Linked DNA regions of Mus musculus: regions 1, 2, 4, 5 and 6 are each linked to region 3. A link is a contact called in public promoter capture Hi-C data. All regions are on one chromosome and are shown on one strand. The core of a region is the stretch at or near the end of the contact, and the rest is flanking DNA. Distances in the headings are between cores, read along the strand shown.

Region 1 (4,935 bases), core at 351-2,850, 1.4 Mb after region 3:
CTAAGAAGTGACTCATTTAGCTGGATCTTTCTACTAAATCCATATTTTAAAAGCAAGTGTGGGACTCAGGAGACAGTTTAGTCAATACAGTGGGGACCTGTGTTCAGATCCTGCTAGTCATGTAGAAAGCTGGTCACAGCAGATCTGTGTAATCCAAGCAGTAGAGAGACAGAGATAAGATCTTTCGACTTGCCAGCTAACCAGTCCAGTTGAGCTCCAGGATCAATGAAAATTATTTACAAAAAGTAGGGTGAAGGGGCCATGGAGATGGATCGGAGGTAAGGGCACTTGCCAAGCAAGCCTGACGACTTGGCTTCCGTCCCCAGAAACCATGTAAGGTAGAAGGAGAGGACCAGCTTCTGCAGACTATGCTCCAGCCTCCACATGTACGCATGCCCACATCATAAACACACAATAATAATAAGTAACTAAGGTAGAGAGTGAAAGCGGAAAGCACCATGATGGGCCTCAGGTCTCCACAAACTCAGAACTGTACATGGACCTTAGTTTTTGATATTTTGATGGTCTTAGGCAACCCCTTGAAAGGGCCACTGGAACCCCAAGGGGTTAAGGAACTACTGATTGACACCGTTCAGAGTTCCAGTCAGGGAACGATGCTGGTCCTGTACGATTACAATGAACCCAGTCAGGATAGTCCAGCATAGGCATGACCAGGGCTTGTCTCCAAGGTAATTCTAGACTCTGTCAAATTGACAACACTAATCATCACATATGCAAACCTCACATATGTAAAACACATGGTTACAACAAACACCACACACACACACACACACACACACACACACGTCTAAGAGGAATACAAAGATCTGAAATAACAGGATTTTGTTTGTTTTGGTTTGGTTTTCTTTTTCTTTTTTTTTTTTTCTATTTTGTTTTTTCAAGACAGGGTTTCTCTGTATAGCCCTGGCTGTCCTGAAACTCACTCTGTAGACCAGGCTGGCCTCGAACTCAGAAATCTACCTGCTTCTGCTTCCCAAGTGCTGGGATTAACGGTGTGTACCATTACTGCCCAGGTTTTTGTTTGTTTGTTTAAAAAAAACCAAAACAACAGGGTCTTACCTAGGCCATGTTTACCTGGGATTCCTTACATATCCCAAAGTGCCCTTAAGTTTCTGATCCTTCTGTCCATATCACCTGAGTGCTTGGATTATGGGCTTTTGACTCTCCACAAATCTTGATTTATTTTATTATATTTTATTTTACCCTGAGTTGAAATCTGGCAAAATATTAGACCTGAAATGCTATGGAATGCTTTGATTTGGTCAGTTGGCTACTTGAAGCATGAGAAGAAAAATATATTTTATTTTTCTTTACGCCAAAGCATTAACCAGCTATGATGGAATCTTCTTGAAGACAGTCCTCCTGGGGAGCTGTCAAAGGTAAGAAACCCATTCTATTAATATGCACTATTAACCATAGCTGTGAAAGAAGCTCCCATTTAAGCACAATTAACAACTAATAAGGTAGTCTCTGTTTTTGAAGTCCTAAAGGTTTCTTTGCATAAGGCAAGTCACTTCCCAGGCGCCGATGGGCGGAGCGTCCTCGGGAGCGGAGGGCCGGTGGAGCGGGCCCCGCCCCGGGGCGTGGTCGGCGCGGCGCAGCGCCGCACGTGTGCGAGCCCGGCGGCTGGTGGGATAACCCGTCCCTGTGCGTCTCCACGCGGTGCAGCCTGTGCTGGTCGGCGCTGGCCGCCGCCTCCTGCGAGTCACCGCCGCCGCCCTCCCGCGTCCCGAGCCGAGCGTCCTCTTCTCCGCTCGGCCCGCGCCCTCAGGCTCCCGGTAAGTGCTCTGCTTTGCGGCGTGGCCCCAGGCCTCCGGAGAGGCGCGCGGCCGGGGAGGGAGGGCGGCCGTGGTCGCAGCTCGCGCTGCTCCCTGTTTCTCCGCCGCCAGCTCCACCTTCCCCGCTTGTCTTATTTCTGCTCCACGCACCCGGATCCTTGATCCCGGACCCCTAGTTCCCGATCCATGCTCCCCGATCCCGGCTATTCGCCCTGATCCCCGCCGTTCGTTAAGCGGCGCCGCGTCCCGATCCTCTGGCCGCGCCGCTGTGGGCTAGAACCTTCTTTTTCCACTTCTTCCTTGCTTTGTGGTGCCTCAGGCACTCCCCAAACTCAATTCCCTGTTAGAAAAACAAACCAGCCTTCCCCCGGTCCTGCTCAGCGCTCCCAGATCGTCCGAGCAGCCTGCACTGGTCCCGGCCTGGTGCTGGGTACTGGGCGCAGATGTTTTACTTGCTGGGCAGGCCTTAAGGGCCGCTGCTCTTCTCAACCACGGAGAAGCGATCAGGCTGACGTCTGGGGTCTTTTCTCCAACCTCTGCTGGGTGACAGTGCAGGCTACTTATTCTGTGGTCCATACCACCAAGCCCTTCACTGAGGGGCCTTTAAAATGGCCAGCACATGGTTATTGCTCTTAATTACTGCCAGTCAAGGAAGAAGGGTTTAGTTCAAGGCCATTTCTTTAAAAAAGAGATCTCTAAAATATAGGTGCTACTTTGTTTTGTTCCCACTCTTAAACAACAACAAAAATCTGTGGCCATCCGTAAAACACTATGCCTCAATGTCAGGGCAATGGTTTTACTAACGAAGGAGCTGTCAAATATCAGACTGTTCACTGTAGTGAGAAAGAGGGGAAACTATGTGCAGTCATTAGCAAATAACCAACAGTCAGAATTTGTTAACTTAACAAGTTTATTTGAATACATAAACCTCTTTTGTCTTGAGATAGGACTTACTATGTAGACCAGGCTGGCTTGAACTAGAGACACAAGTCTTTCTCAGCCTTTTGAGTGCTGCCCTTATAGGAGAGGGACGGCCACTTGAGTTCCCCTCTGAACATCTCTCTCTCTCTCTCTCTCTCTCTCTCTCTCTCTCTCTCTCTCTCTCTCTCTCTCTCTCTCTCTCTCTCTCTCTTTGGGGGAAGGGTTGAGGCAGAGTCTCTCTGTTATGTGGACTGTCAGTCCTGGAATTCTCTATGTAGACCAGGCTGGCCTGGAGCTGCTAGGCTTGGGTCAGTGCCAGCGTTCAGCACTCGTGTAGGAGGCTGGTTTGATCCAGGGCACCGATGAGCCTGGGATTTGGCGGCATGTCTGTTACCCCATTTCCTAGCTGGGATCTTTGCAGGCTCTGTTCTGCCCCCATGGAGCTCACACAATTTTCAGGTCTACTTTTTTCAAGTCTTTAAAACACCTTTACGGGGGCTTTACCTCAGGCCACCCCATTCTCTGCTTCTAAATGGCTGGCCTGTCCTAATACTGGGTTTGTTTGTTTGTTTGTTTGTTTGCAGCACCGAAGACTGAACTTAGGGCATGCTAGACAAATGTTCTGCTTCTGAGCACATCCCCCACAAATTTATTTGGTTTTTAAAAATATCCTTAAGTAGGTTGTAATCTTGTTTGGTTGCAAGAAGTCTTCCATCTTTCTCCAGTGTCTACCCAGGACATACTTAATAAATGTTAGAGTAGATGACTCTGATAGACGTAATAATTTTTTCAGATTAGGATGTGGAGTGAGTTTTGCCATTAAAGTAAGTAATGCCTGCTGTTTCAGGCCTAAGCAGGAGTATCACAGGTTCAAAACCTGCCTGGGTTACATTAACAAAGGCTTTCTAAGCATCTTAGCAAGACCCTGTCTCAAAGCGAGAACAGGACAGTGTAGTTCATTGTTAGCATGCTTGTTTATCATGCCCAGCACTTCATGAGACCCTGTCTCAAAAAACAAACTTCTAAAAGAGCAAACCGTGGTTATGATATCAAGAATCAAAAGCTGAGTAAGAAGTGTCTTAGGGACGTGGTGTGGTGGCACACATCTTAAATTCCAGCTCTTAGGAAGCAGAGGCAATTGGACAGCCAGGGCTGTGTAGGGAGACCCTATCTGACTCCCAAGATCTGGTGTTCCTTTTGCATCTGGGAGCGAGGTGGGTGGTCTGACTGTAAAGTCCCTGAGGCAGGCTGCATGCATGGCTTTTGCTGGCTGTGCTTGCCTGTGTGCTGAGAGTTGTGGCCTCTGGACAGGTATCAGGCTCTCCTGGTTGCTGATTATTTGGAGCCCGGTACTGTAATTACCCCTACTTGGTGGTTGCTCAGGTGGTCATGTGTCTGCTGTGGAGTAAGATCTGCCAAGTCTTAGAATTTGCTTTAATTTTATTACCTAATATGGCTGTTCCTGGTTTTTCTTTAACCTTAGAGGACTAGAATATTTTTAGAGCTCATTTACGGTGTTTATGGGTACACTCACTTTTCGTCTCTCTTTGTAATAAAAATAGGAAAAACCTTCCATTCTTACTTCAGTTTTAAGTAAGATCAAGTAGATAGGTGCACACAGCCTGGAATATCTTTATTGGCTGCCCTGTGTTCAAGCATCTCCTAAGCTCCTCTTTACTGGGGACGGATGTGTGGGGTCTGAGATTTAGTTCTATATATTGCAGATAGTACAGTTAAATAATCTTGTTTTGGGCTGTGTCTTTATCTTTTTTAAAATTTTTTAGATTTGTTTTTATTTATTTTTATGTATTAATTTTTGTTTAATATTTATTTATGAGTGCTCTGCTGCATGTGCACCTGCATGCCAGAAGAGGGCGTCAGATCCCTTTATGGTCATGAACCACCATGTGGGTGCTGGGAATTGAACTCTGAGCCTCTGGAGGAGCAACTAGTGCTCTTAACCACTGGGCCATCTCTCCAGCCTGGCTGTGTCTTTTTAAATGTGGTGAAATACACGTAGTAGCTGGCATAGTGGAACACTTCTACAATCCCAGTACTCAGGAGGCCGAGGTTGCAGAGTTAAGAGTTAAAACCCAAGCTTGTATATTTACAATGTATGGTTTGTTGTGTCACTTTTATCTGGTGTCTGTGTGTGTGTGTGTGTGTGTGTGTGTGTGTGTGTGTGTGTGTGTGTGTGTATGTGTATGTGTGGTGT
Region 2 (4,693 bases), core at 1,476-3,975, 1.1 Mb after region 3:
GTCACTGTAACTTAGCAGGGAAGTGTTTGCCTGGTTTCTTGTTACTCTTCTGTATAAAAAGTAGGTTGCTCGATTTGACAAATTATACTCAGATTCAACATGCTCTCTCCTGTCGTCTCTGTTTGTCACCCACTTTTGCTGACTCCTTCACCCACCTGCAACCAGAGACCCGTTCCACGAAGATAGAAGACAAAAAAAGGGGATAGTCTGTTGCACTACCCTTGTCCAAAAATCTGCCTGAGGCTAAATTGGAAGGTAATAGATTAACAGCTTTGGCAGAGATTTCAAAATATCCTACTATTAACTGTGTGGTTATCAGAGCCATTTTTATATAGATCTATAATAAAAAGGAAGAAGATGAGCAAGGAAAATATATAAAATGTACAGTTTGAGGAGAAAAGGGGCACCAGGAAGTGTAATGGTCCTTGTGCTCAAGGAGATGAAAAGTTGTAAAAACCTGATTCTAACTGTAATATAAGGGTGGTGACCTCAGGGCAAGACTCCATCCAATTAATCTTTCAACTTGTGAAAAAGTTTAGGGCCAGACACACTAGTACACACCTTTAATCAATCCCAGCACTCAGGAGGCAGAGGCAGGCAGATCTCTGAGTTCAAGGCCATCCTAAACTATAGACCAAGTTCTAGGACAGACAAGATTAAGCAACAAAAGAAACTACAGTGAAAATGTTTTGAATAAGAGGTCCGTGTTCCGCCTTTAATCCAAGCACTTGAGAGGCAGAAGCTATACAGAGAAACCCTGTCTTGAAAAAACCAAAAAAAAAAAAAAAAAAAGGGGTCCGTGTTCCAGCCCCAGCAAGCATCAGAACTTGGCAATAAAACCATAAAACAAAGAAAAATACATGAATCCATTAAGGTGATTAAAATGCTCTAGGAGTCTATAATAGCTCAACAAAAATAAACTATGTGAATCAGTACAAAATGGTACTATGCATCTTTGTTAAATGCAGGAATCCTCCAAGTTGATAAAAATGCTACAGGAGTCTGAAATACACCATAAAACAGATTAAATTAGCCACAGTAGAAGGGTCAGATCCCTGAGTGCTCACCAAATATCCATATTCTTCTTTGTATTCAATAGCATAACCTTGATTTTTCAGTAAATCTCATAACTGTATTTCTATTTTAACAAAAAAGATGTCACAATATTCTAAAGCTAAGTCTAAGAAATATGAATTAATTTTAAAATCAAAGAACTAAATAACATGTTGGTTCAGACCATCTTCTTGTAACACCTGATGGATGCTGTGACTTTGTTGCAGCCTATCTAAGGAATGAGGTAATGCTTTGCAAAGCTCCAGCCCACATCTGCCACAGTTCGGGACAGTAGGAGTATACCAGAATGAGCTTAAACAAATTTAAGCACCAGTGAGTTCGATTTAATTACCACTAGAGGTACACATCAAAGACACTTGCAATCTCAAATCATCAATTCTGTAGATCTCAAAAAGGTTACACAAAAAGAACACAAATATGAAAAGAGATGCATTTTAATAAAGAAGCCAGCCATTCACAGCTATTTCAGCATAAAAACCAGGAAAGATATAGGCATTGAAAACATAGTATCTATCCGCTACAACCAGAGCAGTGTGCCATCTTGTGAACAAAGAGAAGACTGCTGCGACCAGTGTTTGGCCTTAAGAAATCAGGAGTTGGTATCTTCCGAAATAAATCTTAAGATTCTTCTGCTGCCCATACTCACAGCAAAAGCGTCAGAAAGCCGAATTAGGTTTTTTAATCACTCAAGCTTATCTGTAGTGCTTTGTCCTCTTGAAAAACAGATTTCAGAGTCAACAAACTGACAAACATCCCCAGAATCCATAATGTGTTCTCTACCAAGTAAAACTCACGGAACCAAAAACCAACCAAGTGGTGTTCCCCTGCTTACCGGTCTATTGGAGGTTATAATCTAGTTAATTCTATCAAACACCTATCTACCGTCTCCATCGTTAAGCCGTGCCTTTCATAACCCACCTTTCAACCAAATGCTGCGGTTTCTCCAATACACGGCAAAATCAAAGACAGCACAAAGAGATCCTCTTGGTTAACAGTGGCGCCAGAACCCTTAGAAAACTGCTATTTACTGGTGACTGGCGTCGCCCTAAATGACAGGTGATTTATCAACTCGTGCCACTTGGGTGACAGGGCGGCGGGGCGGGAGCCTCCCTCCGAGAGCTCCAGATGACACCGCACGGTAAGGGAAGGCTCCAGGCCTCACGGGGAACTGGATGAGACCGGTTACACAACCGCCCCGGAGGCCCCCCGCCCGCCGCAGGAGTCCCCGTCGAGCGGGCCTCGGAAGCCCCGTGGCGGAGCAGGCCGTCAGCCAAGGCGCCGGCCCCGCCGCCAGCCTCCGCCGGACCCCTGCCCACCGCCCCGCACCGCCCCGCACCGCCCCGCACCACCCCGCACCGCCCCGCACCTGTTTCCTCATGTTGTTCATGACGCCCATGAACCCCGCCAGCAGCTTGGCTTCTTCGCGAGCCGCAAGTTTCTTCTCAGTTTTCTTCTTGCTACTCTTTTCCACGCCGGAGGTGGCCATCCTCTCTTTGCCCTCTGCGGGTTCGCGGCGACAGTTTGCCCGCCACACGCGGCAGTCTGGAGCACGGCTTCGGCGGCGGAGCTCGGAGAACTGCGGGAAAGCCGAAGGAGGACGAGACGAAGCCAACTCGGCCACGGTTGCAAGCGAAGGGAGTCCCAAGCATGCGCACTGGGTCGGGCGGGGGGGGTGCGCTCTAAGGAGGAGGGGGCGGGGCAGTGCGTCACAGCCACGCGACGCCCTAGCAACCGGCTGCGTCGCGCGGTGCGGCGTCCTCAACAGTGGGTACCCTTCGGCCTGATCCAAGCTCGCGTGTGCTTTTCTTCTACCAAAGGCCGACTTCCCAGGTTTAGATTTCGTGATGATCTATTTTGGATAATTGTGTAATAGAACAAACTAAGACGTCTCCCTATGGCGTAAGCTCCCTGAGAACAGGGTCAGTTCTTCACTGCCTTTTCAGACTGGGGCTCATTGTAGGCGCTCAGTAACTATTACAGGAAAATTGCATACTGCAAGGCAAAGGTTATTTAGGATAAGCACAAGAGTTACTTGTTTGAGATTCAGAAAGCAAAACCATTGTCCTGTCGATTTCTCCTCTCCGTGACATGCCTGCCTGTTTAGTAGGCTGTCTTTCTCATTAAAACAGATCTGGTGGGTGATGGTGGTGGTGGAGGCAGAGAGTGGTGGACTACTGAGAGAAACCCTGTCTGGGGAAAAAAACAAAATCAAAAAAACCAAAAAACTAGAGAGCAGGTGTTAGTTCCAGCCAACTTTATTGAGGTTTCCCCGGGCAGTTCTACTGGAATACAGAACTCAGTCCTAGAACTCACAGAAACATGTTCATAATGAGTTTTTTATTTTGCTGTTTAGGAATACACAGGACTGAAGTCGTTATTTCTAGTAATGAACTTTCTACATAGCCTCAGTTTTCTACCTAGATGTATGAAGAACTAGACAGAAGTTTTATGTAAAATGATCTAGACCGCTGTTGATCTAAAACAATAACTGCTTAAAAGAAAATTAAATAAATTATTTTAAGCTGCATAGGGTCAGCAATGGCCTAAAAAGGGATTGAACATATCCTGGACAGTATGTTTCTTTATAAAAGAGATTAGATAAATATATTTATCTGCAGGAGGTGGGGGAAGAAAGTTAATCAAGGCGTTTACCAGATACACTGGTGGGAGCATCAAGTTGGTGGACCACAGCACAGTGAGAAAATCCTTTTGGAAGTTTTAGACGTCATATATATATGATGCCCCCTTTCAACATGTTTTATTTAAGATAACTTTTAAATTAAATATATTCTAATCATATTTTTCCTCTCCCTCAGATCCTTCCAGATCTTCCTGTCCCTGCTCACCCAACTTTTTTTTTTTTTTTTTTAAATATATTTATTTATTTATTATATGTAAATACACTGTAGCTGTCCTCAGACACTCCAGAAGAGGGAGTCAGATCTTGTTTCGGATGGTTGTGAGCCACCATGTGGTTGCTGGGATTTGAACTCCTGACCTTCAGAAGAGCAGTCGGGTGCTCTTACCCACTGAGCCATCTCACCAGCCCTCACCCAACTTTTAAGTTGTTTGTCAAACAAACAAATCCAATACTGTAACAAAACCAAGAAAATATATAAAATGACACCCCAAAAGAAAAACAAACATCAAGTTGTAATTAAAGAAAAGTGCATGCGTGCTTGTGCATGCAAGTGTACACACATACACACACACATACACACACACACACACACACACACACACAAAGCTGGAGTCTATTATATGTTTGTCAACTATTCCTGAAAATGAGACCTTCTCTGGAGTGATTGGTATACACCAGTGTCACGCCATTAAACAAAACTGTTTTTCCCTCTCCCAGCGGGTATAAATGACAGTTTAGTTCTTACCTTCATCCTAGTGGTTTTCATGCATTCACTTTTTTAAAAATACAACAAAATAAAATATAAAACAAGACCCATTACTTTGAGATTGGACCAGGCAACCTAACAAAAGGAAGAAAACCCTTGAGAAGACACAAGAATAAGAGACCCACTTGTTCACAGACAGGAATTTAAACAACAACAACAACAGCAACGCACTAAACTGAAAAGCCATACTGTCTATACAGAGGACCTGGTGC
Region 3 (4,643 bases), core at 1,616-4,115:
GAGCCATATTCCTAGCCTCACCTGAAAGACTTACAGGTCAGTGAATTGTAAGGGCTTTAAAGCTAGTGGAAGTTTAATTGTAGGAAAACAGACTGGAGCTCTGCCACTAAGAATAAACGTGTCAGGAATGAACTGGACTTGGTAGTTCACATTTACAACCCCAGCACTTGGGAAGCTGTAGCAGGAAGAATGTGACAACAGTTCGGGCCAGCCTGGGCTACAGAGTGAGACCCTATTGGGAAGTGGGATGAAAATCGCTAGCTAGTGTCTTTATGCAATTCTACTACCCAGCTTAGGGAAGAAGTCCTGACAGCTGTGTACAAAACGGTTTAGGATAGAGGGAGAAAATGTTTAGAATCAAGGAGTTAATGACAACAATCACAAGGAGAAGCCATCTTGGCTTGACCTTGGGCTGTGAAACTGAGTGGGGAAGGTAAAACAAAGACCAACTAACTACCTATACTGGTCAGCATGAATGGCGTCACCTAAGGAAGAAGAGGCTATAGCACCAAGCTTTCAAGTCTTGATGACCCAGAACAAGGGTCAGAGGTGAGCTGGTACATTGAAGATAGGGCAATGCCTTCACATTGGAACCCAGGCTTCACACAGAAACTTAAGACACACGGGAACTGTAGCTGAAGCTACAGAGAAACCAATGCAGAGCAGGTTTACGTAACAAAGGAAGAGCAGGTGCAGAGAACAGATACTGAACAGATCCTCTGGGACACTGGGAACTTTGGAGAAGAACCTAGGAAAAGACTTCCGAAGGGTTCCAAGGATGGAACACAGGGCCCCCAATGGAGGAGCTAGAGAAATTACCCAAGGAGCTAAAGAGATCTGCAACCCTATAGGTGGAACAACATTATGAACTAACCAGTACCCTGGAGCTCTTGTCTTTAGCTGCATATGTATCAAAAGATGACCTAAGCGGCCATCACTGGAAAAAGAGGCCCGTTGGACTTGCAAACTTTATATGCCCCAGTAGAGGGGAATGCCAGGGCCAAAAAGGGGGAGTGGGTGGGTATGGGGGACTTTTGGGATAGCATTGGAAATGTAAATGAGCTAAATACCTAGTAAAAAATTAAAAAAAAAAAAAGAAGAAGGGTTCCAAGGTACATCCAGAAGATGTGCTGACAAGCAATATGAAAGGCCATAAAGGTCACTGGAGACCAAGCCAGACAAGTGGAGCCATCAGACTCAGCAGTCAGTGCTTTTCAAACACGAACTAAGCAATTCAAACCTTCCATAGACATTCCAAAGACAGAAAGCAGAGAAACTATTTGCCAGGATTCTCTAGAGTAACAGAAATTATAGAATGGATTTCTCCATATAGAGAGAGGGGGGATTTATTAGAGTACTCCCGCAAGTCCAACAATGGCCGTCTACTGATGTCAAGTCCAAGAATCTAGTTGCTCATCCACAAAGCTGGAAGTCTCGGCTGTTCTTCAGCATACACTGGAATCCAGCATACAAACAGGCTCTAATGCCAGTGAAGGAATATGGACTTTCAAGTATGGGTGAGAGCAAGCAGGCAAAGAGGGGGCTTCCTTATTCCATAGCCTTTGTAAAGGCTGCCAGCAGAAGGTGTGGCCTTAGATTAAAGGTGGATCTTCCCACCTCAAAGATACAGATTAGAAATGCTCTCCCCACTTCAAATGATTTAATTCAGCAAAAATCTCTCACAGTTGTGTCTAGCCATTTTTGGTTGTCAAGTTGACAACCAAGAATAGCCTCAAACAGATACAGATAAAGGAAAGACCATGGATTCCAATTCAAATGAAGTATCTAAACCAGGTAAACTGAGAGACTGAAGAAGAGCAGGAGTCCCTGCCCTATGTTATAATGTCTGTCCTGAGTGATTGATTTTGGAAATATATGGCACTGCCTGTTAAGACAACACTGTGAATGTACCCGATGCCATTCAACTATACTAGTAAAATAATCAATAAACTTCATGTTAATTATACTTCACAAGAAAAATAGTAATATAAAATTGTTAAGAAACCTGGCAAGAAACAGCACAGAAATGTTAGAGATTTGATTCCAGGGCCATCAAATGAAAACTATAGACTACGGTATGGTGACATTTCAGTTGCAGAGCTCCGTGGCAGGCACATGCTGAGGGTAAGAAAGGCTTACTTCCTGTTTTTCTTAAAGCATTATTTCAAATAAAAGAAGAAATAAGTTTGAAGTAACTGTTTTGTTGGGCCCACGGACTAGAAAGCGTCTCCAGGGTCTCATTTTTTGTTTGAAGATAAGCAACCAACCAACATGATGGCTCTCAAAGTAAAAGGACAAGATCTGACAGACAGGTGGCGGGTCTTCCTATATTTATATTTAAAGCACTAGTTTGGGGTGTACGAAAACCATAAAAGGTAATTTTTTTAACAAGCATACTGCAAAGAAACATGCATCCTTTCTGTCTTCCAGCCTCCTGTACCGACGCGGTCTAAATCCTGACCGTAATAACAGCAATAAAGATAAAATCGGTATTTTTTTCTAGTAAATCACAACACTGGCTGGAGGTTACGGCCACCGAGAGAACGGCCATGCGCAGTACCCATCACTGCTGTTGAATCCGGAAGCAGCTCTGGCCTCCCAGGCCACCAAGCCTGCTCCAGCAGCCGCGTCCCTTCAGGCCGCAGCCCACGCTCAGGCGCCGACGTAGGCCGCGCGGGGTCAAGCGCCGCGGGCCGGCTACTCACCGCGACACCCGCAGGCCGGGATAGCGGCGCTCCAGGGCACGGGCTGCGGCATCTCCGCTCCCGCCACAGCCCGGGCCGAGCCGCACGAGCCGCGGCGCGCGACGCGGCCCACGACACGCAGCCTTGCGGAGCCCTCGCGTCACGGCACGCGTCACCGCACGCACGCCCTCGCCTCCGAGGATGACGTCACCGCCCGCGGCCTGGCGTCACGAGGCCCGGGCTCCTCCCCGCCCAGTGTGGAGCTGAGCTCTGTCCCATAGGGCCTTAGTGAAGTTCACTCCAGAGAGAAGCTTAGATGAGGGGACGACTTTTTCTTGGAGAGAATGTGAGGAAATTTAGCAGATCAAACAGAATGGTAAGGTTTTGGTAGTTGGTCCATTAATGCTGCTTTACATTGACGGGTATCTATATTAATCCTGTTATCTCACCATGCTATTCAGCCAAGACTTTTTTTTTTTAAATCCGTGATGTCTGGTAGAGCAATGGGACATATGTAAGGAGAAAATTCTGCGTCCCTTATTTTTAAGAAAGCAGCATCTCCTGAACCAATAAATTGTTCTAGCTAGCATTAACCCAGGATACTTCCCTCCTGCATTAACTGGCTGTGGTGACCGACTTTGACTTGAAATGCCCCACTGGGGCTTATGTGGAGCTTGGTGCCTGCTGGTGGTGCAATTGCCAAAGATTGTAGAAACTTTTTGGAGGTGGGGGTCAATCTAGAGGGAGAAGGATCAGGGATGTCCGAGGGTCTTACCTGGTCCAATTGTCCAAGTCTCCTTCTGGCTTCCTGCCCATCATGAAGTAAATAACCTACCCCATATACTGCTGTCATCCTGATGTTCTGCTCAAATGCGATGGCCAAGCAACCATGCAATAAACCCTCAGTAACCATGAACCAAAATAACTCTTTTCCCTTTAAGTTGTCAACACAGTGGCACAAAATTAACTCATATGTGGCCCTGCCAAATACTTACTAGTATTGTGAGGCTGTAGGATGCTCTGTGAGGTTACCTAGGTCTATCCTTAAGGCTGAAATCCTGATGGCCCTTATCTGTGTCCTTCCATGGCCATTGCCCTCAGTCAAACAGTTGCTGCTCAATGCCAAAGAAAGCATTTTTCATAGTTCCCATTCTTGTCCACACAGCATCTTAACGGGAACTCATGGTTGTTTAAGGGATGACTCTCTCACGAGAGGGCAATAGAACAGAAGCATTGTCATGCCATAACCATGTGTCTGCTATTGTTCCTGTATGTGTGACAACGTTCCTGACAGAAACTACTTAAGGGTTTATTTTGGCCACAGTGTGAGGTACAGCCTCTGCTGTGGTGGGTAAGCCATGGCAAGCAGAGGTCTAAGGTAGCCTGTGACACTTCACCCTCAGGAGGCCCAGAGAGGCTGGTGCTCATCTTACAACCTGGTTTGTTTTGTTTTTTTGTTTTGTTTTGTTTTTTTCTTTTTATTTGATCCCTGCTCCATGGCCACCCACATTCCAGGTAGGTTTTCCTTACTCAGCTAAACCTCTCAGGAAACCACAAAGACATGGCCAGAGCAAGGCAGTGCTGCCACACACCTTTTATCTCAGCACTGGGAAGGACAGCAGAGACAAGTGGATATGAGTTTGGGGCCAACCTGATCTACAGAGCTAGTTACAGGACAGCCAAGGCTACACAGATTAGCCCTGTCTCAAAAACAAACAAACAAAACAAAACAAAAAAAGACCTGCCCAGAACAGGAATGTTTCCTAGGTAATTTCAAATCCATCAAAGTGGAAGTGAAGATTTAGCCAGTTTACTAGGATCCTCAAATGGGTGAAGCTTACAAAATACAGGACCGCGGTGAGCATCCTCGAGCTCAGTCCTGCTAGGAACCCATAAGAAACACCACTGCAGTGATGAGAGAGCAGGTAGGTTGTGCCTGCATGGGCTGTGGGGGCATCC
Region 4 (4,572 bases), core at 817-3,316, 1.1 Mb after region 3:
CAAAAAGCAAATAAAAACCCCAAAACCCAAGCTGACAAAAAGCAACAACAAAGTGAGATCAATGTGATCATAGAAATATAAAGACATATCGGTGAGTTCAGTGTTAAGCCTATTAAATTGACCATGAGGGAATAAATAAAAAATACTCTAAACATCTCTAAAAGCTTTGCGGTGAGCCCAGCTCGGTCAAGGCCCTCATTTGACCTATCATTGGATGTGTGTGTATGCTTCTGCACTGGGCCATAGAGACAATGAATGAAAGAGAACAATGAATAAACTGGATAATAAAAAGGGTTAAATTTTACTTTCTGTCCTTAAATAGGTATTTAAAAAGTGTTTGCCTCTGTCTTTACTTTGTGGACACAATGCCCACAACCTATCCTTCATATAGAGATCGCAGAGCTTACTAATAGGTAAAGTATAGCGTAGATTTCTAACAACTCATAAAATAATAATAATAAGCCAATAGGACTTGTTTCAGGTTTTGATACTGTTTTTAATCTTATCACTTCCTAGTTTATGCTAGGATAAAGGTAATTTATCTTAGGATTTAGAAAATATATCACTTAATATATACTAAAAACAGACTGATAGAGTACTCCTCTGGCTGAAATAGACATGCCTTTAGTACACAGCTTTAATCTCAGACATCGAAAGTAAAGTTAGTCTGTAGAAGGAAGCAGCTATGTTTGAAAGTGGTATCTAATTGAGTGCCAGACAAAGTGACAAATCAGAGAAAAATTTGACAGAATAGGATATGCCCAGCTCTCACAGGAGGAGGAACAGGAAGCTACGTAAGATGGAGCAGAGCAGAGGGAAAGAGAGAGGTATTTAAGGCCCAAATGTGGGCCTTAAAATTACAAAGCATTCTTTTTCTTTCTTTTCATTCTAAAGTTTTATTTGTATTTTTCCCCTAATTATCTATCTACTGAACATTTACTTGCAAATTACTACATTTAAAGTAGGTTTCCAGAGACCAAATGGCAAACATTCCTCTCAGCAGTCCCTGGGAGTATACCAGTATCTATCGGAACCTGACTCCTAATTTGGAGTCTTTCACTAGAAGCATTGTAGATGATACAATCTGTCTCCTCCACGAAAAGACTGGAAATATGAAACCAGCATGAACACAGGGGCTGGAGGAGCCTTAAAGAGAAGGGGAAAGAGAAGCACCCACTGACAACGTCACGAACTAGGTTCCACTGGGCAGTGGTAGCACATGACTTTAATTTCAGCACTCAGGAGGCAGAGGCAGGTGGATCTCTGTGAGTTCAAGGCCAGCCTGGTCTACAAAGAGTTTTTCAGGACAGCTAGGGCTGTTACACAGAGAAAGCCGATCTCTGAAAACCTAAAAACCAAAACAAACAAAAAACTAGGTTCCAAAATTAAGAGAACAAAACGTATTTATCTGACTTCTAAAACCTTGTTTTGTGCTGGTTTAATGTCTAACCCCTGAATACCCTTTCCACAAAACTTGTAAGGTTCTTGACCCAGTGTCGGAAGCTACTAACTAAAGCCCAGATTTTAAGAGCTTGTGATCACGGACAAGGAAGGGGAAAGAGTAGAGAAAGGGGTCTGAATGAACCCACGTGAATTCTCCCTACCACTGCCATTCACCAAAAAGGAGGTTTTGATGAAGATATCTCTAATTTAAAAACGCAGTGTTTGACAGGAGCACCCAAGTCCAAACGCCTGTCCACGTGTGACGATCAGAAACGACTTGTCAAACTACTGGGGGTGAGACGTCGCATGCCAGGGCAGGGGCCCGGGGTGGAGGTGTGCGTCCGCAGCAAGTGGCCCTGGCTCAAGGCTCCCAGACCGTCACCTGAGGGTGGCTGCTGCTGCGGTGGCGGCTGCCGAGCCCCGCCCGCACCCCGGGCGCCGGGATGCTCGTTCCAGCAGCGGTCTCCGAAGCGGCACCGGCCTTGAAGGAAAAACTGGCATATGGTCATGGTAGCGCCGTCCCAGCTCGACCCTGCTCGCGGTCGCCGGCGAGGGCCCAGGCTCCAGCAACCGAGGCCCGGCTAGTGTGACGTCATCGCCCCGCGCCCAGAGGCTCTGTGACCAGTGTGCCGTGAGCCGCGTGGGCTTTAGCCAATGGGATTTAAGAAGAGCAGAGCTGTCAGCGCTCGGGTATGCTGAAATGGGACGCGGTCGTTGGATCCCTGACCCGGACCCGGACCCGGACCTGAACCCGGACCCGAATCTAGAGAATACCAGATATAGCAGACAACCAGCAACCCTCTAGTTGGCTGTATACAGTCTGCGAGACTCATTCGTTCTTTACATTTACTTGGGGGGGGGGGAGGTAAAAATGGGCTTAACAACGAAAAAAAATCTGTTTATCAAGAGAGATTATTTACAGAAAGCCAGCTGTAACCAGGAAACAGGACTCAATGCAGGCGAAAAGCATCTATTAGTTTCTTAGTCGGTAATGTCTTAAAATTTCACGTAAATGTTGCCTTTTGAAATTTCATCAGGAAAAATGACAAAGAGTAAAACCGACACAGAAGCAGCCCGATTTTCCTCAGGAGCAGTTTCAGATAAAGGTTTTCTGAAAGTATCCAATTTACTGTTTTTTGTTTGTTTTGTTTGTTTTGTTGAGATACGGTCTTACTAGCTGGCCTCGAACCCACAGAAATCCACCTACCTTAGTGCTAAGATCAAAACCGTACACCCACTACGTTTCATTTATTATCTTTACAGTTCTCATGCAGGACCCTGTATCAGTATAAAACAAGTACATTATATAACAATGAAATGAAATTGCTCTTGGAAATTAAAATTGGAGAATGGGGATAAACTAAGAGTTGAAGGCAGCTTAGAGACTCCTCAGACTCAAAGTATACCTTGAGTCTCATTTTATATTTTGGTTATGCTAGAGGATGGAGAGATCAAAAGCAAAACTCTAACTAGTAATCCTAACACTTGTGATGGTAAATACTGTCAACTTGATTACTTTTAGAATCACCATAGACACAAATCTCTGGACTTGGAGGGTCAGACTTAGATCCCCATAGATACACACCTTTGAGCATGTCTGTGAAGATGCTTTCACAAAGGTTGAACTGGAAAGATGTACCCTTAATGAGGACTGCATTCTCAAAGGAGTGGGCACACACTGAATAAAAAGGCAAATTCAAGTTGAACATCCATTGCTGTTGCTAGACTGCAAATACAATGTGCCCAGCTGTCTCATGCTCCTGTTGAAATCCCGTCCAAGCTGTGCTAGACTGTACCTTAATCTGTGAGCCAGAATCAACACATGCTTCTGAGGTTGCTTTTACCAGGGTTTGTCATAGTAATAGGAAACACAATCTAGATAGCTCTATATGTAGGTGTAATCTAGCATGGTCTCAGTCATCCTCCTGCCTCAGCTTACCAAAGTGAGAACTGCCACTATTTTGAATCTTCACACCCGCCCACAACAAATTGAGTTATGTTTAAAAGGAGTAAAACTGGTAATATCAGAGTGAAACCTTAAAAATCTTTGGAGGAAAAATTAAGGGGTTCAAAAGGATCAATCAGGATTTAATGCTGCAACCCACAAAATGCTCTTTCATAATACCAGTTTACTGAAGTTTAATGAGAACTGGTTTGGTGCCATATTGGATGGAGTAAATTGGATTTTACCTAATGCAAACAGTCAAAAAAGAATATAGATTTAGTTGAATAACTTTATTAAATGGCACATTTTGATATTGGTGTATTAAAATGCCTCATGACTCAAACATTTTCATGACACTATAATGACAAGTTTTAAAAACTAGACCACAGAGCCACAGTTACTGTTATAATATGGAACAAGTTTTGTCTACTAAACATTCATACTCAAATTGTGATTCTCAAAAGTAAAACCCATGTATCATCAAAATAAAGCACTTCAAAGGACAGAACACTGACAAACCCAGTATCTACTGAAATGAAAGCAGAGTACATTATAGGAAAGGAACTTTTTGAAAAAGTAATGAAATGTACTTTATATACAAAGAAATTTGAATACAAAGCAATTTGTATATGAAGTAATATACTTTGAATAGTTTACTTTTACCCATTATCCTTTAGAATTGTGAATGATAGTTCTGGTTTGGGGGAAGACGTGTTCTTATTAGGAACATGATACAGGTTATTAGGAGTAAAGGAACTTTATAGAAAGCTTTATAAAATGTTATGTGTTCTAGTTAATCAGCAGCCTAAAAAGAACAGCTAATATAGTCAAAATATTTTAACAGTGCTGCCTATTCTACAGGGGTAACTGCTCTATCAGTGTGATTACAGTGTAATAAATGAGTATTTTGTCATCAGAAAATTTAGCTATGTTAACAATTTTTCTCATGTTTTCCTGCATGTATGCATGTGCTTCATTGTGTGCCTGGTACTTGAGGTAGCTAGAAAGAGGGCACTGAATCCCCCTAAACTAGAGTTGTAGATGATCGTGAGCCTCCGAGTGGATGCAAAGGACCACACCCAGGTCCTTCTGCAAGATACAGTGCCACCTCTCCAGCTTCAAATAGCCACATTTTTTTTTTTCGTTTTTTCGAGACAGGGTTTCTCTGTGTAGCCCTAAGCTGT
Region 5 (4,876 bases), core at 1,369-3,868, 1.2 Mb after region 3:
TAAATTAACCCATTTACTTGAATGTACATTCTGCCACATGGCTGGTTACCTGTGCTCAGGTGCCAGGCATCCATCTCACCACATATTCGCAGGTGAATCTCCCCTTTCTGAAAAAAAAAAAAAATCCATTTTTTTTTTCCTGAAGCCTCTGCTCCTGGAATGTCAACTCTGAGATTAATTACTTATTATAAAATGCCTTGGCCATATGCTTTGGCTTGTTCTCTAACGAGCTCATAACTCATTTAACCCATTCACACCATCCTATGTTATCTGCATGACTAGTTACCTCTCCTTCAGGCCAGACCTGCTTCTTCCTTAGCATCTTCCTCAGCGGTTCCCTTGAATCTCTTCTTTATACCTCTCCTGTTTCCCAGAATCCTCTTTCATCTTGCCAGTGCCCCACCTCCTATTTCCTGCCTCAACTCATTGGCTATAGACATTTTTTATTGACAGATGATGCTTAGAAGAGATTCTCTACAAAAAGAAACCAAAACCCAAACCATACCCTATCCCAAGTGCTCAATACCCAGATTTAGTGAGTTGTTGCCATTTTGGACAATGCCATAGAGACCACTCCCAGCATTGCAGGCCCCACTGTGAATGGTGCTGGTGTAAGCATCTTTTATCATGCCTATAGCTAGTTTTGCTGTAAGCTGGTGTGTGACCTTTCACCCTTCGCCACACTCGTTCTTGTGCTTCCTGGCCACTTTGTGACTTAGGGCATGCTGCTCTCTTTCTGAAATGGCCCTTGACTTAAAACATTTGGTTTTTTTGGTACTAAATATTGAACTTGGGGCTTAGCACATACCAGCCGGTGCTCTACAGCTGAACTTTACCCTCTGCCCTTTGTAAAAATAATTTTGATGGGCTCTTACCAAGTTGCCCAGGCTAGCCTCAAACATGTGCTGGTAGCTGGGAGTAGAGGCTTGCCCTTTCATCTCAGATGTACCCATCTTTTCAGATAGACTCAGACATCTTCCCTGTGGAACTCTTCATTTTTCTTGCCTTGTGTTCTTTTTGCCCATTGGGCATGGTTGTGTTGGATTTAACACCATCATCTTGTTTTTGCAATGTGCTTAATGAAGCCTAACAACATGGCCTGGTTGACTTCATGTATGTATATACATATGTATATACAATGTTCAATATATATATATGTATATGTGTATGTGTATATGTATATAATATGTGCTTATTATTTCTTTGGTATGTTTTAAAAACTTGCTTAGTGTTTTGGGAGACATTTTGTCATCTCTAGCATTAACTTAGAATGACTTCCTTTCTTCCAGGTTGAAATTTGCCTTCTTCCTCTCTTTCTTTCTTTCTTTCTTTCTTTCTTTCTTTCTTTCTTTCTTTCTTTCTTTCTTTCTTTCTTTCTTTCTTTCTTTCTTTCTTTCCTTCCTTCCTTCCTTCCTTCCTTCCTTCCTTCCTTCCTTCCTCTCTCTCTCTCTCTCTCTCTCTCTCTCTCTTTCTTTCTAATTCAACCAGATTTGAGTTGAGAGGGTTGTAATAGGGGGAGCTCGGAGCATATGCTGTATTGGCTATATATATATATATATATATATATATAAAACGTTATCTGTAGGATAAGTAGGTGTGGAAGACGAAAAATGGCTTATGGAAAAAAGTAGAGAAATATACTTAATTTTTTTCTAAAGAAAAATATTTATTTATTTAATGTGTATATATGTATGGCTGAGTGTGTATGTATGTATGTGTACCATATGTGTGCAGATACCTTCGAGGCCAGAAGTGTCAGATCTGCTGTACTAGAGTCCTGATGTGGGTGCTGGGAACTGAACCCCATTCATCTGGAAGATCAGCAAGTGCTCTTAAGCTCTGAGCCAACTCTCCATCCTCCCTTTTACTATTAAAATTCTTTTAATTTATGTGTGTGTGTGTGTGTTAGGTGCATGTGTACCTGGATGAGGGCAGAGGCCAGAAGAGGGCTACTGATCCCCTGAGACTGAAGTTATAGAGGTTGTGAGCTTCCACATGGGTGCAAAAGCAGTAATATTTTTTTTAACTCTTCAGTTGTCTTTTAGACACCATATTTGAAATTTTCAAGGCTAAAGTCAAAAGCAATGAACATAAGAAAAGGTAGTATTTTAATTGCTATTTCCGAAATCACACAGACACAGACAGACAGACAGACAGACAGACAGACAGACAGACACACACACACACACACAGACACACACACACACACACACACACACACACACACACACACCCCACACACACCCCCCAGAATCCGGTCAAATTTTGATATACTTTTGGGAAATGATTCGAGTAATTGAATATCAGCTTGCTGTCCTTTTCTGATTACGTTTTAAAGCATCTGGTAAGACTTAAGGTCTAAAGGGCTCAGAGAGATCCTGAGACCTTCATGGAACTTCTTAGTTGTCACCACTAACCACACAGTCAATCGTCTCCCCTGGGCGTTCCCGGACCACGCCCATCGCGCAGACCACGCCCACTCAAATCGCCCCCCCCCCATCAATAGTTTCAGATTCTCATTGGTGGAGAAGTTGTTCTGGGCCCACCCTGGGGGTCAGTGATAGGCTGATCCAGTGTGGGACGGTGGTGGTTGGCTGCTTGGGGACGGGTCTCTGGTGGTGCCTGTCAGAGAGGCTGGCGGCAGTGGCGGCTGTCCGGGCTGGGTTGTCAGTCAGAGAGAGGAGGGAAGATGGCTCGCCCGGACTCGTGCTGCTAGAAGGAGAGGGGCAGGTGGCGCGGCTGCCGGCGGAGCGCAGTCGCCCGGTCGCCGTGGTCGCCGTGGTCGCCGTGGTCGTGGGGGGAGGCCGCGGTAGGTCCGGAGCTGCTCTGGTGAGTCTGCCGCGAGCCGTACGCCGGCCCCTGAGGCGCCGGGAGACCGAGAACTTTCTTTGGTCTGGGAGGAGCGGGGCTGAAGCTGTTGCCGGCGGCGGGTAGGACTTCGTCCTGGGGCGGCGGCCCGTTGCGGGTAACGGCTCCCGCGCGAGGCGCGGCCCGAGAACCCTAAGTTGGCCGCGGCCGGCTGCCCGCTGTGAACGAGGCTCCGTTCCCGGTTGGGCGATGAGCTGGGGGTGCCCCAGGGTCGGCCTAGCACAGAGCCCACCGTAGCCTATGGCCACTGCCCACCCGTCCGCGCCGCCCAAAGCCTGGCCTCGCCGCCCACGCTGGCTCCGCAGACCCGGTGCTCTTCAGAGCGGTGCTCGCTCGGGTCTTGAATCCCGTGGGGCTGGGGGTTCGGAGTGCCAGACCGGTCTGTCTGTCCACCACCAGGAGAGCTCCTCTTCTGCCTGCGCCGCGCTGGACCCTGGAGTTCTGCCTCTTCTGCGGCTGCTGTGACCGCCCTCGAGGATCGACAGGGTTTTCTGTCCACTGAACGGTTTTTTGTTTTTGTTTTTTTGTAAGCTTCTTTCTTTTTTCTTTCTTTTCTTCCTTTCGTTCTTTTTTCCTTCCTTGCCCCCCCCCTCCCCGCACGAAAACACCCCAGGTTTGCAAGCTTCAGCAAAACTGGGTCTCTGCCCTGCAGCGTGCATGTGTTTGCTTTGTACCTTTAGAGTTTAGAGGTTCCTGAAGAATTTGGCCCTAGTGGTTTTGCACTGCACTGAATCGCTTCTGGGATAAAACGCTATTGCACGCGGGCAGCGGCTCCACTGCTCAGGTAGGGGGAGTGCTGCTGCGATACAGAGACTGCTACTGGTTGCATGCAGGGTAACACTGGCTTTCTGTACACTGGGTGTCCTTTGGGTAACAAGGTAGGTTTTGCAGGAGATGTGCCAGCCCTGTGGTTCATGCCACGCGTTGCAGTTTGAGGTTTTCAGTTGTTACAACTTTTATCTACATAAAGCCACAAAGATTAGGGTAACCTTGAAACAATGCGATAGTTCTGGGAGGTGTGTTTTCCTAGGACTGCTCTGTTGCCAATGGCACCAGCCTCCTCCCCCCAACCCCCACCCCCGATCGTTTGTGACCACTTTTCCCCTTTAGGTGAATACATTTTAAGGTTTATAAGATGACTCTTTGTATCACGTTTTTGAAGTACACTGAAGGACAAGAAAGGGGAAAGGTTTCTTTGTCAGGAGTGGTATCAAAATCAAGTATTCAGATAATTTCACTTTAGTAGTAAGGGGGAAGCCCAGCATGTATTTAGAAACCAGACTCTACAATTGACTCATTTTACAGTCATTTGATTTATTAACATTATTTCCAGAAACAAATTAGAAATCCCGTTAATAATCAGTAGCTACAGTCTCTGGGTATGCATGCCAGGTGGAGACTGGGTTGGGTCAATGCAGACAGAGTTCTGTCTTTCCTTTCATCAGGCTTGGTGGCAAGAGCTTTTACCACCAGAGCCATACTGAAGGACCCTGCTTTCCTTTTTCTACTTTTTTGTTTGTTTTTATTCTTCTATTTTATAAAATCCCCTTTGGTTACATTTTTAAAGAATGGTGTAATTTTGACAATAAGTTTAAGTATATCTTCTAGTTCACTTTTATTCAGCATCCTGTTGCCTATTTGTAATCAAGCCTAAGAAATCTTCATAGGTGACTTTTAAGAGTGTAGCTCCAAAACCAGTCATAAGATTACTTATGGCAATAAAGTAGAGATGTGTGAGTGAGACTTTTCAAGAAAATGGAAGGAAAGAAAGGAGAAAATGCTGGCTATGGAATAGCATTTCTCTGTCTTGGCCACATATAGTATTTTGCAGAACTTAAAATTTTTACTCTCAGAAGGAACCTTCCCCACCCTGTTTCCAGCAAGGGCAGGATAGGACCTAGACAACAGCATTTAATTAAACAAGAACTCTCTGAAGTATAATACATACATATTTCAATTGTGACACTTAATATTTAATATGTTAATATTTATAAAATCATTGCCACAA
Region 6 (4,496 bases), core at 1,369-3,868, 1.4 Mb after region 3:
AAAGAGACACATACAGAGAAACAAATACACCACACATAGACACCACTCACTACAAGGACACAAATAACACCTCATAGACAGACACACCACACACCTCACAGGATGACAGACACACACATACACCACACAGACACATACACACACATCATACCTCCCAAACAGGCAGACACACACACACCACACACCTCACAGACAGACACACAGACACACACACACCACAGACACACAAATACGTATACCACATACCTCAGAGATAGACAGACAGAAATACATACACACACACACACACACCACAGACACACACAAGTACATACACACACATCATTCCTCACAGACAGACAGACACACACACACACCACACACACATCATACACATACATACACACACACACCACCGACACACACACACAGACAGAGACACACCACACAGTCATGCAGACACAGACACATATACATATACAGCACACAGCATGCACACACACAACACACACAGAGACACACACACACACCACACATATACACCACACAGATGCACACAAACACACACATACACACCACACAATAATAATAATAATAATAATAAACAGTTTTACAAAGAAGTGACTGAAAGATGGCTAAGGTGAGTAAGAGCTGAGTGCCCCTGATTCTCTGGCCTTTGTGTTCCTATTAGGATCTTTGCTGAATATGTTAGTTTGTTTTGTTATTGTTGGTGGTGGTGTTGTTTTGGTTTTTTGAGACAGGGTTTCTCTGTGTAGCCCTGGCTGTCCTGGAACTCACTCTGTAGACCAGGCTGGCCTTGAATTCAGAAATCTGCCTGCCTCTGTCTCCCAAGTGCTGGGATTAAAGGTGTGTGCCACCACGCCCAGCTCTATTGTGTATTTCTTTCTTTTCTTTCTTCTCCTTCTCTTCTTCTTCTTCTTCTTCTTCTTCTTCTTCTTCTTCTTCTTCTTCTTCTTCTTCTTCTCCTCCTCCTCCTCCTCCTCCTCCTCCTCCTCCTCCTCCTTCTCCTCCTCCTCCTTCTCCTCCTCTTCCTTCTTCTTCCTCTTCTTCCTTCTTCTTCCTCTTCTTCTTTTCTTCTTTCTTCTTCTCTCTTTCTTTCTTTCTTTCTTTCTTTCTCTTTTCTTTCTTTCTTTCTTTCTTTCTCTTTCTTTCTTTTCTTTCTTTCTTTCTTTCTTTCTTTCTTTCTTTCTTTCTTTCTTTCTTTCTTTCTTTCTTCTTTCTTCTTTTTCTTCCAGAGCAGAGGACCGAACCCAGGGACTTGCACTTGCTAGGCAAGCACTCTACCACTGAGCTAAATCCCCAACCCCTCTATTGTGTATTTCTAAACAGAGTATTTTGAGAAACAAGATGCATAAAAATTTCTGTTCTCATTTGGCTCATTTACATCACTGCATTTTAGGATCAGAGCACTGCTTTCCTAGTAACCATGGTGAACTAATTAGATGCTTTGCTATGGGATCAGCCAATTCACAAGTTTCTTATTTCAAGTCAATTGCAGAATTCGACTAAAATCTTGGCACTTCTGATCCTAGAGTCGCATTTTCTACACCTATGTTCTTTATTGTTGGTTTTTTTTTTTCATTGCATTGTATTAATAAAAATGTATTCTTTGAGGATGAATGCAGTGGGGCAGGAGAGAAAGACAGAATTAAGGAGACATGGGAAGTGAAAGGTGTCCCGTCTGGCTGAAGAATCCCACCAGCCGAGCAAAGACTCCCCTGACATTTAACAGCATTTGCTGTTACGGGGCAGTACTCCTTTTATACAGAACTATTTTCAACTAAGAATATTGAAACAGTGACCACACTCAAGGCTTAAGCATATCTGACTTTACTCCTTCCCAGATGTAAACTGCAGTTTTCTGGGACTCTCACACACAAAAGTCTATAACTTCCTTTATAGTAAAAATGTAGCTTAACTCCCATGAACCCCTTGTGCCCAGTGATCTCATTAAGTTCCTTGGCAGTCCTTGAGATGTAAGTCTAGAAGCCAGAAGTGTCAAAGAAAAACAGACAAATAAACCCAGATTTCACGCGAACTTCCCAGATTTGAAAATGTTGTTAAATGAAAAACAGAGAACGGGTGCAAAGTAGAAGGAAACCTGGAAGAGTGCCCGGTGACGTCCGGTTTTAGCAGCCATAGAAGAAACTGATTCTGGGATAGTAAGGAACTTAGCCAAGATAACAGAACAGTATATAAAATAACATTCCTTCTTTCTCAAAGATCATCGCTGGGATGTGTGCTTTAAAACTCTGGAAAGATGCTGGAAAAAAATAAAGGTAGTTGTAGATAAAAAAGTAGGCCTCAAGTGAGCGCGTCTGGCAATCTTCAGCAAACAGCGCGCATTGAATCCCAGCACTCGAGACGCTGATGCAGTAGCAGCTCCATGGGTTCAAGGGCAGCAAAGTCTTAAACAGGGAGCCCCTATCTGGAAAGACAATTCCCGCCCCGCCCCTCCAGGAAAAGCCGGATTCGTCCCAACAATAAAACAACAAAAACGAGGCGGGAGCAGTGAACCCGCAAGGCGGAGCTAGGTTGCTGGAAGGCGACGGATTACGGCCTCTGTCGGCGATGCCTCACGACTCCTGCCGTAAAGGCCCCACGTGGCGCATGCGCAGCTCCTCTCCCTTCCGGGATCCGGACACGGTGGTGGTTGTTGGGCTCCTCGTTCCGCTGGTCCGTCGTCGCCATGGTGAAGCTGAGCAAAGAAGCCAAACAGAGGCTGCAGCAGCTCTTCAAGGGCGGCCAGTTTGCCATCCGCTGGGGCTTTATTCCTCTCGTGATTTACCTGGGTCAGTGATTGAAGAACTTGGGAGGAGCCGCAGGGCAGGGGTTGGTGGGGTCTGAGTCTCCTTTTTTGCCATCCGGGGCTAGGAAATTAAACCCGGCCTCCGCGTTGTCCACGATTTCCGAGGCTGTCTGCCCGGGCTCGAAAAACCATCTTCCAGTTCCTTTTAGCTATTTGAGTAGTGTTTAACCAGTCACACAATCCCTTATATTCCCTACTTAAATCTGTAAAATAAAAGCAAGACCTTTCAAGATTGGTTTTAGGTTTATATGACCCCTAAAGAAAGATTAATCCTCTATTTGACTTTTAGAACGTTTCCCTCCTGTAGGTTAGCCTAAGTGGGAAGACGGTAACCAGGTTAAAACGTCACTGCCTAAAAGCATGATTGTGACCATTGGATGCCTACGCTTTTCTTGTATAATGAAGGATTTCGGTGATTTTTTTTTTTCTCCCGAAAGTTACAGACCCCATTTTGCAGGGAAAGACAGCCATAAAGTTGTACTTTCCTTGCCCAAGTGTCCAGGCAAATATTTTCACCTAGGGCTACACTCTGGAACTGGTTCTGTTCCTGGTTGAGTAGTTTTACAATTTTTTATCTTAATTGCCTTATTCATCCCGTAAGGTAAACAGCAGAGGATTTTAGCTCCAGGTCTCAGAGCTCTAATATGGAATCTGGCGTTTCTCATTAAAGCAGGACCCTCACAAGGTGCTGCTTCTCGTTTGTTTTACATGACTTGCATTATATAAGATAAAATACATTCATTTGTAGTCTTGGCAGAGCCTTTAACTAGGCTGGACATTTCTCCAGGCAGCTGTTGTACCTGTGAGAAGTATGTGAGCTGTGATAACCTGGATATTTTGATAGGACAAGTATTTTTCTTGGTGTTCCTAAGTATTACTGATGAGACAGTGCCTCATGTTGCTCAAGCTGGCCTTGAACTCCTGGTTCTCTTTTTTTTTTTTTCCCTACCTTTCCAGTGTTTGAATTACAGGCCTGCACCGTCACATACAGCTCTTTTCTCCTCTATTTTGAAAGAAAAGAAAATCTCAGACAGTGATATTATATAGGTATCAGATAGATAATTGTGACAGCTTACTTTTTTTGTTTGCTTGGGGTTTTTTGTTTGTTTGTTTTCGAGACAGGGTTTCTCTGTATAGCCCTTGCTGTCCTGGAACTCACTCTGTAGACCAGGCTGGCCTTGAACTCAGAAATCCGCCTGCCTCTGCCTCCCGAGTGCTGGGATTAAAGGCGTGCGCCACCACCCACTGCTGGCTCTACTTTTGTAGGCCGGGTTGTCCATACAGTTCTTTGAGCCCCGCTCCATTTTCATAGTTTGCCTGTAGGTAAGGCTGGGTGAACTCGCAATTCAGCCTCATCTATGGTGTAGTTGGAACTACAGGTGCACTAGGCTCTCCTCTTGAGATACACCTCTGCCCCCACCACCGCCAGATGAGCCCCTTTCATGCAGCCTAGGCTGGCTTGGCTGTAATTTCAAGCTCCTCCTGCCTTCAACTTCTGAACAATGTGTTAAAGTTGTGCACAGCTATGTCCATAGCTAGAAGCTGTAGCTACTTGTCAGAATCTTGGGTCTGAGAACTGGATGCTTCACATTGGTTCCTTTCCTGGGGCTTGTCATGGCATCCAGTAGGGAATTTAAGATTGATGCTGATAGGGCTGCCCTCCCAGCACTTCTGTGTATGTGCCTGT

The links. Promoter capture Hi-C pulls out the DNA fragments that hold promoters and counts their contacts. Capture Hi-C pulls out chosen DNA fragments and counts their contacts.
Region 1: a contact with region 3 is called in a promoter capture Hi-C map of pre-B cells, with 2.4 times the contacts expected there. The contact joins the promoter of Pus7 here to the promoter of Galnt11 in region 3. A contact is called at or near these places in 2 of 39 promoter capture datasets (liver and pre-B cells).
Region 2: a promoter capture Hi-C map of pre-B cells shows a contact between it and region 3, with 2.6 times the contacts expected there. The contact joins the promoter of Klhl7 here to the promoter of Galnt11 in region 3. A contact is called at or near these places in 2 of 39 promoter capture datasets (liver and pre-B cells) and 1 of 9 other capture datasets (adipose tissue).
Region 4: a contact with region 3 is called in a promoter capture Hi-C map of pancreatic islet. The contact joins the promoter of Nupl2 here to the promoter of Galnt11 in region 3. A contact is called at or near these places in 3 of 39 promoter capture datasets (the C10 cell line, liver and pre-B cells), 1 of 484 Hi-C or Micro-C datasets (CD4 T cells) and 1 of 9 other capture datasets (pancreatic islet).
Region 5: a promoter capture Hi-C map of adipose tissue shows a contact between it and region 3, with 3 times the contacts expected there. The contact joins the promoter of Fam126a here to the promoter of Galnt11 in region 3. A contact is called at or near these places in 1 of 39 promoter capture datasets (pre-B cells) and 2 of 9 other capture datasets (adipose tissue and liver).
Region 6: a contact with region 3 is called in a promoter capture Hi-C map of pre-B cells, with 4 times the contacts expected there. The contact joins the promoter of Tomm7 here to the promoter of Galnt11 in region 3. A contact is called at or near these places in 3 of 39 promoter capture datasets (liver and pre-B cells) and 2 of 9 other capture datasets (adipose tissue and liver).

Annotation. Positions count from the first base shown.
Region 1 is chr5:23,780,376-23,785,310 of GRCm38.p6, reverse strand. It overlaps Pus7 (pseudouridylate synthase 7), which reads left to right and starts at 1,600. Exons shown (of 16, transcript NM_178403.5): 1 at 1,600-1,799.
Region 2 is chr5:24,098,622-24,103,314 of GRCm38.p6, reverse strand. Klhl7 (kelch-like 7) reads right to left here and starts at 2,725. Exons shown (of 11, transcript NM_026448.3): 1 at 2,441-2,725. The coding sequence starts at 2,560.
Region 3 is chr5:25,221,094-25,225,736 of GRCm38.p6, reverse strand. It overlaps Galnt11 (polypeptide N-acetylgalactosaminyltransferase 11), which reads right to left and starts at 2,865. Exons shown (of 12, transcript NM_144908.4): 1 at 2,706-2,865.
Region 4 is chr5:24,162,457-24,167,028 of GRCm38.p6, reverse strand. Nupl2 (nucleoporin like 2) reads right to left here and starts at 2,066. Exons shown (of 7, transcript NM_153092.4): 1 at 1,826-2,066. The coding sequence starts at 1,952. It also overlaps a transcript of Klhl7 not described here.
Region 5 is chr5:24,028,432-24,033,307 of GRCm38.p6, reverse strand. It overlaps Fam126a (family with sequence similarity 126, member A), which reads left to right and starts at 2,618. Exons shown (of 11, transcript NM_053090.3): 1 at 2,618-2,829.
Region 6 is chr5:23,842,267-23,846,762 of GRCm38.p6, reverse strand. Tomm7 (translocase of outer mitochondrial membrane 7) reads left to right here and starts at 2,618. Exons shown (of 3, transcript NM_025394.3): 1 at 2,618-2,792. The coding sequence starts at 2,690.